5 separate regions of the Mus musculus genome follow, and regions 1, 2, 3 and 4 are each linked to region 5. The links are chromatin contacts, called in public ChIA-PET, HiChIP or PLAC-seq and Micro-C maps. All regions are on one chromosome and are shown on one strand. Each heading gives the region's core, a stretch centred on a gene start, on an enhancer-like site or on the middle of the called end of the contact. The rest is flanking DNA. Distances are from core to core; before and after follow the strand shown. Region 1 holds the start of Aldh1l1 (aldehyde dehydrogenase 1 family, member L1). Region 2 holds the start of Slc6a6 (solute carrier family 6 (neurotransmitter transporter, taurine), member 6). Region 3 holds the start of Zxdc (ZXD family zinc finger C). Region 4 holds the start of Ccdc174 (coiled-coil domain containing 174). Region 5 holds the start of Nup210 (nucleoporin 210).

Region 1 (2,700 bases), core at 150-2,649, 570 kb before region 5:
GAGATAGTAAACAACACACAAAAGTCCGTGCGTGAGTCCTGGAGGACTTTTTGAGCGACTATTATCTGCCTTGTTAAGGAAGCAGGAAAGACAACTGTTGCATTTCCTGATCTCAGAGAGCTTACAGTCTGGTAGGAGAGCAGATGCACAGAGGACAGGGGCACTGAGGGCATGGTTAGTTCTCTATTGGCAGTAACTGAGAGTGGAGGGGCACAGAAGAGCCCAAGAGGCTCCTTAGGTTGTGTGGAGGGTACAATATGTTTGGGCTGAGCAACCCAGAGCCAGACTTTGTCTGGCTGGTAAGAGACAGAGGTGCCTGCTATCACAATCCAAGGGTCTGCTTGAGGCAGAGCCAGTGCAAAGGATGTGGTTAGAGCCAGCCTGGTGTACTGAAGAGGGGCGAAGAGCTTGAGTAAGGAGTCTCAGCGGTGGTTTGAGAGGCAGGGTGGTTAATGGAGTAGCTGCAGGGGAGAATCCTTGGGAGGGAGCCTGCAGGACAGAGCTTTGGTCAGGAAGTGATGGGCATGTCACTGGACCCTGTATTGTCTCTGACTTTTCTCAAGTAGGACAATGACTCTGCCCAGGGAGGGGGTCTGTGACAAGGTGGAAGGGCCAGAGGAGAACTTCTGAGAAGAAAACCAGAGGCCGTGAAGAGGTGGGAAGGGCATGGGATTCAGAACCTCAGGCCCACCAGGACACAACCCCAGGTCCACAGCAGATGGGTGACCTTGCATGTCTCAGTCACCAGCATTGTGCTCCTTGCTTATCACGCTTGGGTGAAGGAAATGACCCAAATAGCATAAAGCCTGAAGGCCGGGACTAGGCCAGCTAGGGCTTGCCCTTCCCTTCCCAGCTGCACTTTCCATAGGTCCCACCTTCAGCAGATTAGACCCGCCTCCTGCTTCCTGCCTCCTTGCCTCCTCACTCATGGGTCTATGCCCACCTCCAGTCTCGGGACTGAGGCTCACTGAAGTCCCATCGAGGTCTGGTCTGGTGAATCAGCGGCTGGCTCTGGGCCCTGGGCGACCAGTTAGGTTCCGGGCATGCTAGGCAATGAACTCTACCCGGAATTGGGGGTGCGGGGAGGCGGGGAGGTCTCCAACCCAGCCTTTTGAGGACGTGCCTGTCGCTGCACGGTGCTTTTTATAGACGATGGTGGCCCATTTTGCAGAAGGGAAAGCCGGAGCCCTCTGGGGAGCAAGGTCCCCGCAAATGGACGGATGACCTGAGCTTGGTTCTGCCAGTCCACTTCCCAAATCCCTCACCCCATTCTAGGGACTAGGGAAAGATCTCCTGATTGGTCATATCTGGGGGCCTGGCCGGAGGGCCTCCTATGATTGGAGAGATCTAGGCTGGGCGGGCCCTAGAGCCCGCCTCTTCTCTGCCTGGAGGAGGAGCACTGACCCTAACCCTCTCTGCACAAGACCCGAGCTTGTGCGCCCTTCTGGGAGCTTGCTGCCCCTGTGCTGACTGCTGACAGCTGACTGACGCTCGCAGCTAGCAGGTACTTCTGGGTTGCTAGCCCAGAGCCCTGGGCCGGTGACCCTGTTTTCCCTACTTCCCGTCTTTGACCTTGGGTAAGTTTCTTTTTCTTTTGTTTTTGAGAGAGGCACCCAGATCCTCTCCACTACAGGCAGCCGCTGAACCTTGGATCCTCAGCTCCTGCCCTGGGAACTACAGTTCCTGCCCTTTTTTTCCCACCTTGAGGGAGGTTTTCCCTGAGTAGCTTCGACTATCCTGGAACAAGCTTTGTAGACCAGCCTGGGTCTCCGGAGAGTTGGGATTAAAGGCGTGCACCACCACCCCAGGCTCATGTCCTAGGAGTTTTCTTGAGCACAGCTGAATCTTGGCTTCTGGTCTGTAAAATGTGGAGGTGTGGTGTCTTAACAGTACACCTCTCCTGAGGTTCCTGGAGAATTCTGGTCCTAGGCAGCTGGTGGTGAGTGTTGGCACTGTCCTCTGTCCATATAAGTTCTCTGTGCCCAGGAGACAGCAGGGACATATTTTACAGAGGCATTTGAGACACAGGGAAGGTGAAGTTCACTAAGGCCTTGCAGGCTTGAGAGCTGGGTTGCTCTATTGTTCCCTGTAGCCACACCCAGGATCATGGAAGTGTCTGATCTTGACTCCCTGAGGGACTTATCCACCCCCCACCTGGAGCCAGGGCAAAGAGGCTATCATAGGAGAGGGTCAGCCTTGAGCAGTTATAGGAGGGGGTTCCTTGCAGAATGTCTGGCCATGGGGTGAACTCTGACTACCACTAGGTCTGCTCCCAGCATGGGACTGCAGCAGGCTATAGAGGGAGGGCTCCTGCCACTGTTCTGCTGTCCTGACCCAGGGGCTAGAAGAAGGGACCTGCGGAACAGGAGCCCTCTGAGTCCCTGAAGGCCCAAGGCTTCAGCAGCCCCTGGGGGTGTCCCATGACAAGAAGACAGGGGTGGGAGTCTGCACCCTATAGCCTGGGGCTCAGTAGACCCTCCAGACCCTCATTTGCTATCTGTGTGGCCAAAGGCCAGCTTTATGTGACAGTCCTCACTCCATGTTCCTTCTTGTCCCTGAGCTGTGATAACGGCTGATCTGCAGCCATCCTGACTGAAGCCAGAAGTGGGGTTTTTGTTGTTTTGTTTGCTTGTGTTTTTCTCCCTTACTCTTTCTATAAATAACAGATGTTCAGAGGGAAGGGAGGCAGGTGAGGGAGCA
Region 2 (2,700 bases), core at 124-2,623, 570 kb after region 5:
CCTGTGACACCATGCCTGCAGGCTTTTGCAGCCTTACAGCCCTTGCTTCCTCTGTTCCCCACCCCCACCCTTCTGTCTGCCCAAAGGCTCTGGGCTTCCTGAAGTCTGCTCTGGGTTCAAAACAGCCACTTTCCTACTCTCTGACCTACCCCCTGGTCTCAGCCCTTTGTGCTGTGGGTAATGAAATGTGAGTCTGGATTTTTTTTTTTTAAGACGGGTTTTCTCTGTGCAGCCTTAGTGGAACTCACTCTGTAAACCAGATTGGCCTTGAACTCAGAGATCTGCCTGTCTCTGCCTCCCAGCGCTGGGATTAAAGGCTTGAGTCACACCACCACCTTATTTTGCTTCTTGGTGTCTTATGCCAGCCTAGGACAATGGATTCAGGCTGGTCAGGTCTGGGGCTACCATTCCCAGTTTAAGAGACAGGATAGCCATGCTACATAATTGACACTTATGTGCAGAGAGAGTGGAGAAGAAAGAAAAGGAAGTGGGCAAGCAGAGAGGGGGAAGGCCTTACTGAAGGTCACACAGCGCCACCTCAGGCTCAGCCAGGCTGTGGGTGTGTACAATCAGATGGAGGACATGCTCATTCAAATAAGGACAAGAATAATGGCACACTCCCCATCTCCATTTAAAAATAGTCACATTTGCTGACACTCGTTTGGCACTTCCTAGGTGCCTGGTGTCCTGTTCAGACTCTTTACACTGTTAACCTTGGACCCTCCCAGCAGCCAGAAGTGATGAGTTCCACTATTTTTATTTCCGTTTTACAGATGAGGAAACTAAGACACAGAAGGTCTGGGGAACTTGCCTGATGTCACACAGCCACGACGAAGTCGGGGCGCTTCGAAAACACAGCCTCATGTGGGCCAGGGGTGGGGGTGGGGGTGGGGGTGGGGGACTTGGCCTCCATTATCACTTCCACGGCAGCTCAGCCAGGCTTGCAGAGCTGCACACTGGCCCTGAGAGGACTCGGGGCAATGGGGGAGGAGCAGATTCTGGTAGGGATCTAGCTGCTGCGGCAGCCACAGGCCTCGTCCACAGACCTAGGTGGGTGTGTTAGAGAGCGTTGTGGTGTGGTAATATCAGGACAGGAGATGAGCCAGGGGTCTGGGTCTCTAACTCCTCATCGCCTGCATGAGAGGCCTGAGCAGTGCCATTAGCCACCAGCGTTTGGATGGAGCATGAGGATGGGTGCGCGCGCTCGACGAGGCGAGCTCCGGCTCTTTGTGTGTCCGAGCTCGTGCGCGCGTGCGTGCGTGTGTGTGTGTGTGTGTGTGTGTGTGTGTGTGTGTGCGCGCGCGCGCGCGCGCCCCGTGTGTGGGCGTGGCCGACAGACCAGGCCCCTCCCTAGGCCCCGCCCAGGCCCGGCCAAGCTGGTATTTTTCCACCCAGCAGGATGGGTGATGCGGAGAGCTGCCTGTTCAGACAACAGACACGCGAGGTCAGGGAGAAGCCGCTTATAAATTACCGCTTCCTCCGCGCCGCCGCCAGCGTCGTGCTCCGGGACCTGGTTGCTGCCGAGCTCCCGTGCCCAGCCGCCAACGCCGCGATCGCCGCCAGTCCCGCCAGCCTCGCCAGCCCCGGGCCATCCGCTGTGGGCTTAGCCACCCAGGTACCCAGGGCGTGTGGGCCGCGACTGCAGCCCCCTCCCCGGGCCGCGCTCCGCCACCTCACCGGGTCCCTGCGGGTCTGGCCTCCCCGCGCTCTTTCATCCCCTTCACCCCTGAGGGAGGGACTGAGGGTCTCCTGTTCAGCTCTGCTGGAGAGGGAGTTATTGTTTCCCTGGCGAAGGGGCTGGGGCTGCTGGTGCGGCGGCAGGTGTGTGTGTGTGTGTGTGTGTGTGTGTGTGTGTGTGTGTGTCCCACGGGGTGCCTCCTTGTCCCTGGATGTCTCTGTTTCTGAGAGTGGCTGTTTCTCCACCCTAGGCAGCCGTGTACATGTGCGCCCCGGGGTGTGTGATATGACCAGGGCTATGTCCGGGGCTGCCTTACCTGAGTGTAGTGTGGCCGTGTGGCTCTGTCTTCTGATACACACACACACACACACACACACACACACACACACATCTTGCCTATGTGAACCTGTACGTGTGGCTGTGTCTCCGGAACCCTGGCCGTGTGCACGTGTGTGTGCCCGAATGTGCCTGGATCCCTGGATCTGTGGTTGGGGGCAAGTCTAGTGTCTTCTAGCTGTACCCGAGAGGCCATCCCTTGTGCCCAGTGGGCCCAATGGACATCTTTGGTTCTTCGTAGTATTTAGGAGAGGTAAAAGGGCGGTATGGCTCCAGGTGCTGCCTGGGTGTGGCACGCAGGTGTGACAGTCGCTCCCAGGCTTGAGTAGCAGGGCTGAGGCCCGAAACGACAGCCAGGGGCAATGGGTAGCACCAGCTGAACACATCTTCCTCTAGACTGCTCCCCTTCACTTTATGGGTTCCTCTTTTGGGTGGGAGGTTCTGGTCTGCTCCCACTGGGGAAGCCACACAAGGAACCAGTCTCAGGAACAGATCCTACAGTCCCAAAGCCTCAACCTAGGCTGTAGCCTGGCGGCAAGGGAGGCGTGTGCTCAGCAGGGCCACCGACCTGGCTATTTTGGTCACTGCCTGGCCTCTGCCAGATCCCTGCCTTCCCTAGGACCAGCCCCAAAGGCTTGGGAGACAGCCTGGGCCCCCATTTCCTGCCTGGGGAAATAAATCATCTC
Region 3 (2,741 bases), core at 71-2,570, 750 kb before region 5:
GACAGGTAAGGTTTTTCACAAACAGATGTGCTATTTCTGTGCTCATTTTTTAAATGTATTTTTAATAGAAGCATACAGACGTGTCATTGCTGTCATTTGTTGTCAGTAGCTTTTGTATATCAGATGTGCTGTTCAATCAACACTTTTAATGCCAAAAACTTTTGCTCCTTGGAGAACCCATCCCTATTAGAGGCTAGCCCTAATTCCCCATCTCCCACTAATCTACTGTCTGTATAACTTAGCTCTTCTAGACATTTCATATAAATGGCATTATAGCACATTCTCTTTTGTGGCTGAAATATTTTTCATAGGTTTGGTCATGACATAACTTGCAAAACTCTGTAATTGCTCAAAAATATTCCACTGTATGAATATATATTCATCTGACAATGAACACTTGCATTGTTTCCCCTGGCGAGTTGTTGTAACAAAGATTACTATAAGCATGCAAGTAGTTTTTGTGTAGACATATTTCCATCCCTCTTCAGGGAGACACAGGGGGAGGGAGATACCCTTGCATTTTAAGGGGCAAATTGGTGGGAAATGGGGGTAAACCAGTGTAGGTGCAAATGGCAGGTTGGCAAAGTTTTAATAGTATTTGAACTTTCAGAAGACTAAAGCCTGACCTACAGAAAACAGGCTGGAGGCAGAAAGGACTGGAATGGGTGGGGGCGGGGAGACAGTTGGGTAAAGGTGGAGCGGAAGACAGGTTCCTTAGCTATTTGAGAACCTAGGAGTGAAATAAGTTTGAATTTGAGTGGTGATGACAGGAGTGGTGTGATTCCAGATGAATCCGTATGAGACAAGGGGGATTGTGGAATTCAGGGAACAACCAGCAACTTAGAAGGCAGACATATATCAAGGAAACACGGAATGTCTTTAGTGGTTTAGGTAGGGATCCCATCAGGACCTGCTACAGGGCAAATCAGGTCGGTGGCACAGTAGCAGCAGATAGACGCGCTCTTCGGCGAGGTCATAGAGAGATGACAAGCAAAGTGGAGAGGTTCAAAGCCTGAGTGTCAGTTCTGGATCATGTGGCCACAGGTAAACTTGACTTGTTTCCTTACACTTGGCAATCACAGGTTGAATTAGCTCGTATTTTCAAAGTACAGAGGGCACAGGAACTCTTAAGAAACGCAATCAGTTTTCATTCCTTTGCGCTACCCAGATGCAAAAGTAGGAGCCCAAATCTGAAGACCCTCTTTTTCCAAGTTGGGACTCCAAGCACAAGACAAGTTGGAGGCTCCGCCCCTGCTCCAGCCCCTGGGCTTCCTCGTGACTACAGTCCCGACAGCCCTCGCGCGCCACGCCCACGCCCACGGCTCCTGCGCACGCGCAGCTCGAGATGCGACTCTGGGCTGTAGTCTAAGCTCAGCTTTGACAGAGGCTCCCGGGGGGCGGACCCTAGGTGTCGCGCGCATGCCTGGCAGGGCTGGGCAGCTCTTCTCCGGTGGCTGCGGTTCGGACGCCTCAGCTGGGCCTAAGATGGACCTCCCGGCGGTGCTGGCCGCCCCGGCCACGCGCGGAGACCAACATGGCGGTGGCCCGAGCCGACTTCGCCGCGGCGCGGGGCCGTCCCTCGGTGCCGGTCCCGGGCGCCGTCGCCTGCTGCTGCTGAGGGGCCCGGAAGATGGCGGGCCCGGGCCGCGTCCAGAGGAGGCCCCGGGGCCCAGCCCGCCGCCCCCGGAGGACGGCGGCGACTCCTTCGTGGTACTGCTGGAAGTGCCGCGCGCGGCCGACACCCATGGTCAGGAGGAGGCCGAGCCCGATTCGGGCGCGAGCCCCACGGAACAGGTCCCGGCCGCCGCCCCCGGCGCAGCTCTGGCAGGCACGGTCACCATCCACAACCAGGACCTCCTGGTGCGCTTCGACCGCGGCGTCTTCACGCTGGCTGCGGCGCCCGCGCCAGCCGCCCCGAGCCTGCATCCCGCGACCACCCCGGGCCTGGAGCCCTCGAGCGCTGCTGCGTCCCGCCGCGGGCCGGTGGCCGCTAGCGCTGGCTCCCCGGCCTACCGCTGTCCGGAGCCGCAGTGCGCGCTGAGCTTCGCCAAGAAGCACCAGTTGAAGGTGCACCTGCTGACGCACGGCAGCCTCCAGGGCCGGCGGCCCTTCAAGTGCCCGCTGGATGGCTGCGGCTGGGCCTTCACCACCTCCTACAAGCTCAAACGGCACCTGCAGTCGCATGACAAGCTGCGTCCCTTTAGCTGCCCGGTGGGCGGCTGCGGCAAGAAGTTCACCACCGTCTACAACCTCAAGGCGCACATGAAGGGCCACGAGCAGGAGAGCTTGTTCAAGTGCGAGGTGTGCGCCGAGCGCTTCCCCACACACGCCAAGCTCAACTCCCACCAGCGCAGCCACTTCGAGCCCGAGCGGCCTTACAAGTGTGATTTCCCCGGTAAGCTGGAGACGCGGACCTGCCGGGGCGGGCGGGACCCGGCGGGGTCTGGACCCAAGGGCCAAACTGTCGCTTGTTTGGGCAGGGTTTGCGGAGGTCGGGGTGGAGGCGTTACGCGCCCTGATCTAAATGAGAATAAGGCAAAAACACTCCCGTGTTTGTTTTGAAGTCCCTTTCAGGTACTTAGATATGAAGCTCTGGGTTCCTACAGCCAAGTGGCATGCACAATCGCAGCTATCCGTGGGGAGGGTACAAACCTTTGTTAAGATGCTTACATTGGAAGTGACCTCTTCTCAGAGTTGAGTCAGGACTTTATTTTTCTCAGTCTACTCGTTCAACAATACCA
Region 4 (2,700 bases), core at 31-2,530, 760 kb after region 5:
GGGGGGGGGAGGATATCTTAAAATTATTTCACTTACAACTTCTTTTTACCCAGTATTATTTTCATGACTTGAGGTATATATGGATACTTTAAAAATTACTTTAAAACAATTTGGCGCACACACACACACACACATATGTATATGTATATATATATATATATATATATATATATATATTCACCATTTATTAAAGATGAAAAACAATTTGTATCCTAATGACATGAATGTGCTTGTTTCAACAAAAGGAATTAAATATTGGCTAAACATTTGATACTGTAGGTCACAGAGCATCTTCAGTGCTTTTCAGAGTTGATTGTTTTGACTTTATCATCATCAATGTGGAGAACACTGCTTTGCAAAGATACAGCAAATTCATGTTTAGGGCCATTTCAGAAATTGTTGGAAATTTTGTCCTAAATCCCAGGTCAAAATTCTTTTAATTCTTTAGCAATTCAAATAGTAATTTCAAAATTAGAGTATTCTGGGGGCTGGTTGTGGTGGCACACAGCTTCAATCCCAGCATAAGGGAGGAAGAGGTAAGCAGGTATCTTTGAGTACAAGGCTAGCATGGTCTACAAAGCAAGTTCCAGGCAGCCAGGAGTACCCAGTGACCCCCAAATGAATGTATGAATGAATAGTTAAAATTCAAATATTCTGTTGGGCATAGTGGCTCACACATGTAATCCTAGCATTTAGGGGGCAGAGGCAGGAGGGCTGTTGCAAATTTGAGGCTAGCCAAGTCTACATAGAGAGTTTGAGGCCAGGTGGCTGTACAGTAAGACCCCATCTCAAAAAAAAAAAAAAAAAAAGCCTAAAAAGCAAAACAACAAACAAAACCAACAAAACAAATCACAAAACACCAAAAAAAAAAAACCAACATAAAACGAGTGTTTCTCATAGCCCATTCTTAAACAATAATTCCCACCACTACCAGTTTCATTAAATTCCTTTTGTTTTCATGTTGGAGACAGGAGTTTACTTAGCTCTCTTCATACGCTGCTATTCTTTTCCATCATCTAAGACTCTCCAGTCAATATAGTGTGTGTTGCAATGAAAGCTATCTTCCTTCCTTCTCTAGACGGCGACAATACTAGTCATTTTCACCTCACTTTCTGCTCTCTTCAAGATGGCCAATTGCGATCAATTCCAACCCTCTGACCTTCTCAAAATGACGACGTAGCGACTAGGGACCTCATACTGACGCTTTCAAGATGGCGCCGAGGTCGTAAATCCAAGTCGCAAAATGACGCAAACTCAGCGTCCCTATCAAAGACACTTCCGGTTCTGCTGCCGGGTGGGGGTGGCGGACTCGTAGGGTCTGACTGAGGCCACAGGGAGGCTGCGTCTTGGGACTGGACGCCTTGGCGGGACGATGGACCGAAAGAAAAAGCCTTTGGACGTTACAGCCTCCTCGGTGAGTACAAGTGTGGCTTAGCTCCGTGCTCCGCGTTCCCTCCGCCTGTCTCAGTCGAGAATGGTGACCTAGTTGTTGTCCCACGCAAGTCAGGGGCCTGGACTGCCCATCTGACAAGGATCCTGACCGACCCTTTCCCCGCAGAGACCCTCCTCAGCTTCCTTACTCACAGGATCCTGAACTCGGCTCCGCCAGGCGCCTGGGCTCCGTTCCCCTCGAACCCAGGCGGGTCTCGGACGCCATCCTCCCAGGGATCTCAGGGCGCATCCTGCGGGTCAGCCGCCGCCACAGCCGGCTCTCTGTCCGCAGGGACTTGGAGGACGAGCCCTTCCTGGGTTCTCCACTAGTCCAAAGCCCTTCTCGAGCACTGGGATATGATTTGTCTTCCCAGGGCTCCCAGGGTCCCCCCCAGCAGGATCCAGACAAGTTAGCTAGTGCCTTGTGGGATGGGGTACCCGGGCCAGTAAGGTCTGACAGGATGTAAGGAGTTTTGCTAACTTAACCACTCTCAGCAGAAAACTTGTAAACACTGTACACATTTTGTGTCCGTGCTTCATATGTGTGCTGCCATCGAGTCCTCAGAAGTGCTTTTGAGTGTAGGTGGTATTAATTGTCACTCTTAATGGATAATGAAGTTGACACCCAAAGGTGAATCCCGTTTTCCTCAATGTACACACAGATTTGTTGTGTGAGAAGCCAGGCTCAGTTTGATTGACTGCAAAATGGTGCCTTTTCTGATTGTTCAAAACATCTAATGTATCAAATTTTTTGTTGGAATTTGTTTTTTAATATAGAAAAATTGGTCTTAGTAATCATGTTTGCTTGGATTCAGTGCTTGCAAACTGAATTAATCAGGAAGTATATGCGCATGCGCTTAACTTTAGCACATAAGTGTCAGAGACAAGTGGACAGAGGCCACTGTAAGTCAGAGGCCAGCCTGAGCTACATAGTTCCAGTATAGCCAGAGCTACACAGTGAGACCCTGTCTTTAAAAACCAAACCAAAGTTAACTTGTCTGGAGGATAATGTTTTTAATAATTATAACACAAACGAAGTCCCGGAATTGATTGGTCATTTTGTGATTCAGATGTAGTTGTAGAATAGAAAGATATATAGCTAGGTAATTGATACATTTACAAAGTTAAAATCCTCCTCTTCCTCCTCCTCCTCCTCCTCCTCCTCCTCCTTCTTCTTCAGAATTTTAAATATTGGGTCCTGGAATGAAACTCCTTTACATTGTTAACATCCCTGCCAATAGTACCTTTAAGTGGATTTCTTTCAAATAG
Region 5 (2,700 bases), core at 148-2,647:
CTCACTCAAAACAAAGCCCCAGAGAAGAATAAACACTTCCCCTTGGGTAAAGCATTTACTCCAAACTGCAATGGAAAGACTCTGCCTCTTCATACTCCAGAGGCCAACCTAAAGACACTCCAGACTGACCTCAAAGCGGCACTACTGCCTCAGCCTCCCTAGTGAAGTAATTATAGAGGTACAGTGCCACCCCCTATGAGGCAGACTTTTAAAACAAATTAAATTTGAGAACTACATATAGCAGAATGTGGCTCTGAGCTCTGGGCATCATATAGAACATTAACACACACACACCTAGCTAGTTAAGCCTTAGCCTAGATCAGTGGTTCTCAACCTTCCTAATGCTGTAAGCCTTTACTACAATTCCTCTGTTGTTGAACTGTACTAAAACCATAAAATTATTTTGTTGTTACTTCATAACTGTAATGTTGCTACTGTTGGAATCATAATGTGAATATCTGACAGGAGGCCCCAAACTGGGTTTTAACCCACAGGTTGAGAACCAATGACCTAAACACATTCTTAAGGAGGCTGGCAGCAAAATGTAGCCTGAGAGAAGGAAGGGACTATGTCGCACTAGTGAGGGTGTGGGTCAAGGGTGTGACCTGATCACACCCTACTCAGCCTGCACCCAGCAACGAGAAGTTCTCCCTTCATCTGCCTAGCCAAAGGCTGGACCGCAACACCCTGCTGGAAGCCAGGTCATCAAGGCAGACCCTACTCCACCAGCATCTAATTCCTTTGCCTCCCACTTCTGAGCTGGAAAATGGTCCTTTCATCCAAGATTTAATGACTCTCCCTAAGTGGCTTAACGGGTGTGGTGTGTCTCCCACAGACTCCTTGCCCAGGTCTCTACAGACACTCTTCTCACACCAGTCAGGCGCCAGGGGTGAGTCCCACCTCCCCCGTCTCCCACAGACTCCAGAGCGTGGCTGCTCAAGCTGGAGCTCCTCAGGGCCCTGACAGCTGGGGACCGAGGCCACGTGCGGCGCTGCCCTCCATGGCCCGCGATCACAGCCTCCTCTTCCCGCGCAGCCCAGACGCGAGTGGCCCAGGCGCCATGCGCAGAGAGAGAGCGCGCGCGCCGCGGGGTCACGCGGGGCCGGCTGGAGCGAGCACGCCACGCACCTGCGGCCCAAGCCCCCTCCCGCGCGCACCTGCCGCCTCCCGCCGGGCCCGCGCGCCTCACCAGCGGTAGCAGCCCTCAGAAGCTTCCAGAGTGAAGTTCACGCGCGTGGCCCGCGTGAAGGGCAGCAGCACCTTGGGAATGTTAAGCTTGGCGGCCGCGGCGGGACCCACTACCTGCAGCAACAGCAGCGCCCAGAGCGCCGGCTGCACTAGTGAGGCCCGCGCCATCCTCCCGGCCTCGCTAGCGCCCGGGCGCGCGCTCCCGCGCCCTCCACCGGCGCGCGCTGGGTAGCAGGTGGCCGCGTGGGGCGGGGCGAGCGCAGTGATGGGCGGGACCGGCGGGAAAGCGGAGAGCACGCGCCTGGTGCTGAGCCCCTAGAGCGCGCCGAATCCTGCGAGCTTTTTCAGCCCCGGAGCCCGTAGCGCGTGGCCTAAGGCCTCTGCCGCGCGCCCGTCTCTGGTGGCAGCCTTCCAGCAGGCTCGCTCTTGTTCATTCCGCCTTGTCTGGAGCCTCTGGCGGTGGAGCCAGGACATAGCACTAAGACAGGCGCCCTAGGACAGTGTGGAGCGCTCACTGATTAACACCCCCCCCCCCGCCCCCTTTCCAAAGCCACACTTCCCCAGGGGCCAAGAAGGTCTTGAGATATTCCGGGATCAATCCATCAGCAGGACAACACTGGGAACTTCCTGTTAAACAGCCCCATGGATGCTCCAAGGGAAATATCCGAAAGGTTAGTGAGGGAACAACACGTCCCTGAAAGTAGACGGTGCAACCTGACTTCAGCTGCACTAGGACCTGGATCGACCAGCGGGATCTGGAAGAAAAGTGACAGGCTGATGTCATGCATAAACAAAGACTTGAAGCTGAATTTCAGGCCGGCTGGGGAAGCCTCCTGGAGGAGAAACTCTCTGGAATGGATACTAAGGTCTCGCTGGGTTTCTGAGAGGCCACCATTCCTAGTCTATGTAGTTTTTGTTTGTCAGTTTGACACCAACTAGTGTCTTCTGGGGAGAGCAGCCTTAATTGGGAAAATACCCCCATCAGATTGGCCTGTAGACCTGTTTATGGAGCATTTTCTTAACTGATGATTGATGAGGGAGGGCCCAGATCACTGTGGGCTGTGCCACCTCTGTAAAGGAGGTTCTGAAGTGTTAAGAGAGCAAGCTGAGCAAACCATACGGAACAAGCCAGTAAGTTGTCTTCCTCCGTGGCGCTGGCTTCAGGTCCTGCCCTGGTTGAGTGCCTGGCTTCCCTCAATGATCCAGTGTGGCTGGGATAAGGAAGCCGAATAAACCCTTTCCTTCCTAACTCGCTTTTGCCTTGGGACATTTGGATACAAGGAGGGACATTTGGAGGGCACCCTCAGGCCCTAAGGACCCTGGACCAGGAATGGGGGTGAGAGGAGCTACCCAGAAGAGGACAAGTCTTCCAGGCTGGGTACCACGTGCTACAGGAGGAGGGAAAGTTCCACCATCCTCTTCCAGGAAATAAAAGAAAAGCAACGCTCCTCCAGGGTGTCTGTGCAAACTCTTCCTGCGCGTTCTTGGTGATGCTTCATTGTTTTTAGTTTC

Evidence for each region. A called contact is a pair of places that touch in the nucleus more often than the background predicts. ChIA-PET counts read pairs in DNA pulled down with a chosen protein or histone mark. HiChIP or PLAC-seq counts read pairs in DNA pulled down with a chosen protein or histone mark.
Region 1: an H3K27ac HiChIP or PLAC-seq map of embryonic stem cells shows a contact between it and region 5, with 2.6 times the contacts expected there. The contact joins the promoter of Aldh1l1 here to the promoter of Nup210 in region 5.
Region 2: an RNA polymerase II ChIA-PET map of memory CD8 T cells shows a contact between it and region 5, with 22 read pairs. The contact joins the promoter of Slc6a6 here to the promoter of Nup210 in region 5. A contact is called at or near these places in 1 of 39 promoter capture datasets (neural stem cells), 6 of 484 Hi-C or Micro-C datasets (CD4 T cells, LSK cells, double positive thymocytes and 3 more) and 3 of 115 datasets of contacts at active chromatin or transcription factors (bone marrow-derived dendritic cells, memory CD8 T cells and thymic regulatory T cells).
Region 3: a contact with region 5 is called in a Micro-C map of embryonic stem cells, with 4 times the contacts expected there. The contact joins the promoter of Zxdc here to the promoter of Nup210 in region 5. A contact is called at or near these places in 3 of 484 Hi-C or Micro-C datasets (CD4 T cells and embryonic stem cells) and 1 of 9 other capture datasets (macrophages).
Region 4: an H3K4me3 HiChIP or PLAC-seq map of bone marrow-derived macrophages shows a contact between it and region 5, with 2.3 times the contacts expected there. The contact joins the promoter of Ccdc174 here to the promoter of Nup210 in region 5. A contact is called at or near these places in 2 of 115 datasets of contacts at active chromatin or transcription factors (bone marrow-derived macrophages and memory CD8 T cells).

Annotation. Positions count from the first base shown.
Region 1 is chr6:90,549,394-90,552,093 of GRCm38.p6, forward strand. It overlaps Aldh1l1 (aldehyde dehydrogenase 1 family, member L1), which reads left to right and starts at 1,400. Exons shown (of 23, transcript NM_027406.2): 1 at 1,400-1,577.
Region 2 is chr6:91,682,694-91,685,393 of GRCm38.p6, forward strand. It overlaps Slc6a6 (solute carrier family 6 (neurotransmitter transporter, taurine), member 6), which reads left to right and starts at 1,374. Exons shown (of 15, transcript NM_009320.4): 1 at 1,374-1,615.
Region 3 is chr6:90,368,174-90,370,914 of GRCm38.p6, forward strand. It overlaps Zxdc (ZXD family zinc finger C), which reads left to right and starts at 1,321. Exons shown (of 10, transcript NM_173002.3): 1 at 1,321-2,395. The coding sequence starts at 1,486.
Region 4 is chr6:91,876,773-91,879,472 of GRCm38.p6, forward strand. Ccdc174 (coiled-coil domain containing 174) reads left to right here and starts at 1,281. Exons shown (of 11, transcript NM_172730.2): 1 at 1,281-1,414. The coding sequence starts at 1,373.
Region 5 is chr6:91,115,429-91,118,128 of GRCm38.p6, forward strand. It overlaps Nup210 (nucleoporin 210), which reads right to left and starts at 1,398. Exons shown (of 40, transcript NM_018815.2): 1 at 1,190-1,398. The coding sequence starts at 1,356. It overlaps Gm30364 (a long non-coding RNA gene), which reads left to right and starts at 1,793. Exons shown (of 4, transcript XR_003956467.1): 1 at 1,793-2,700.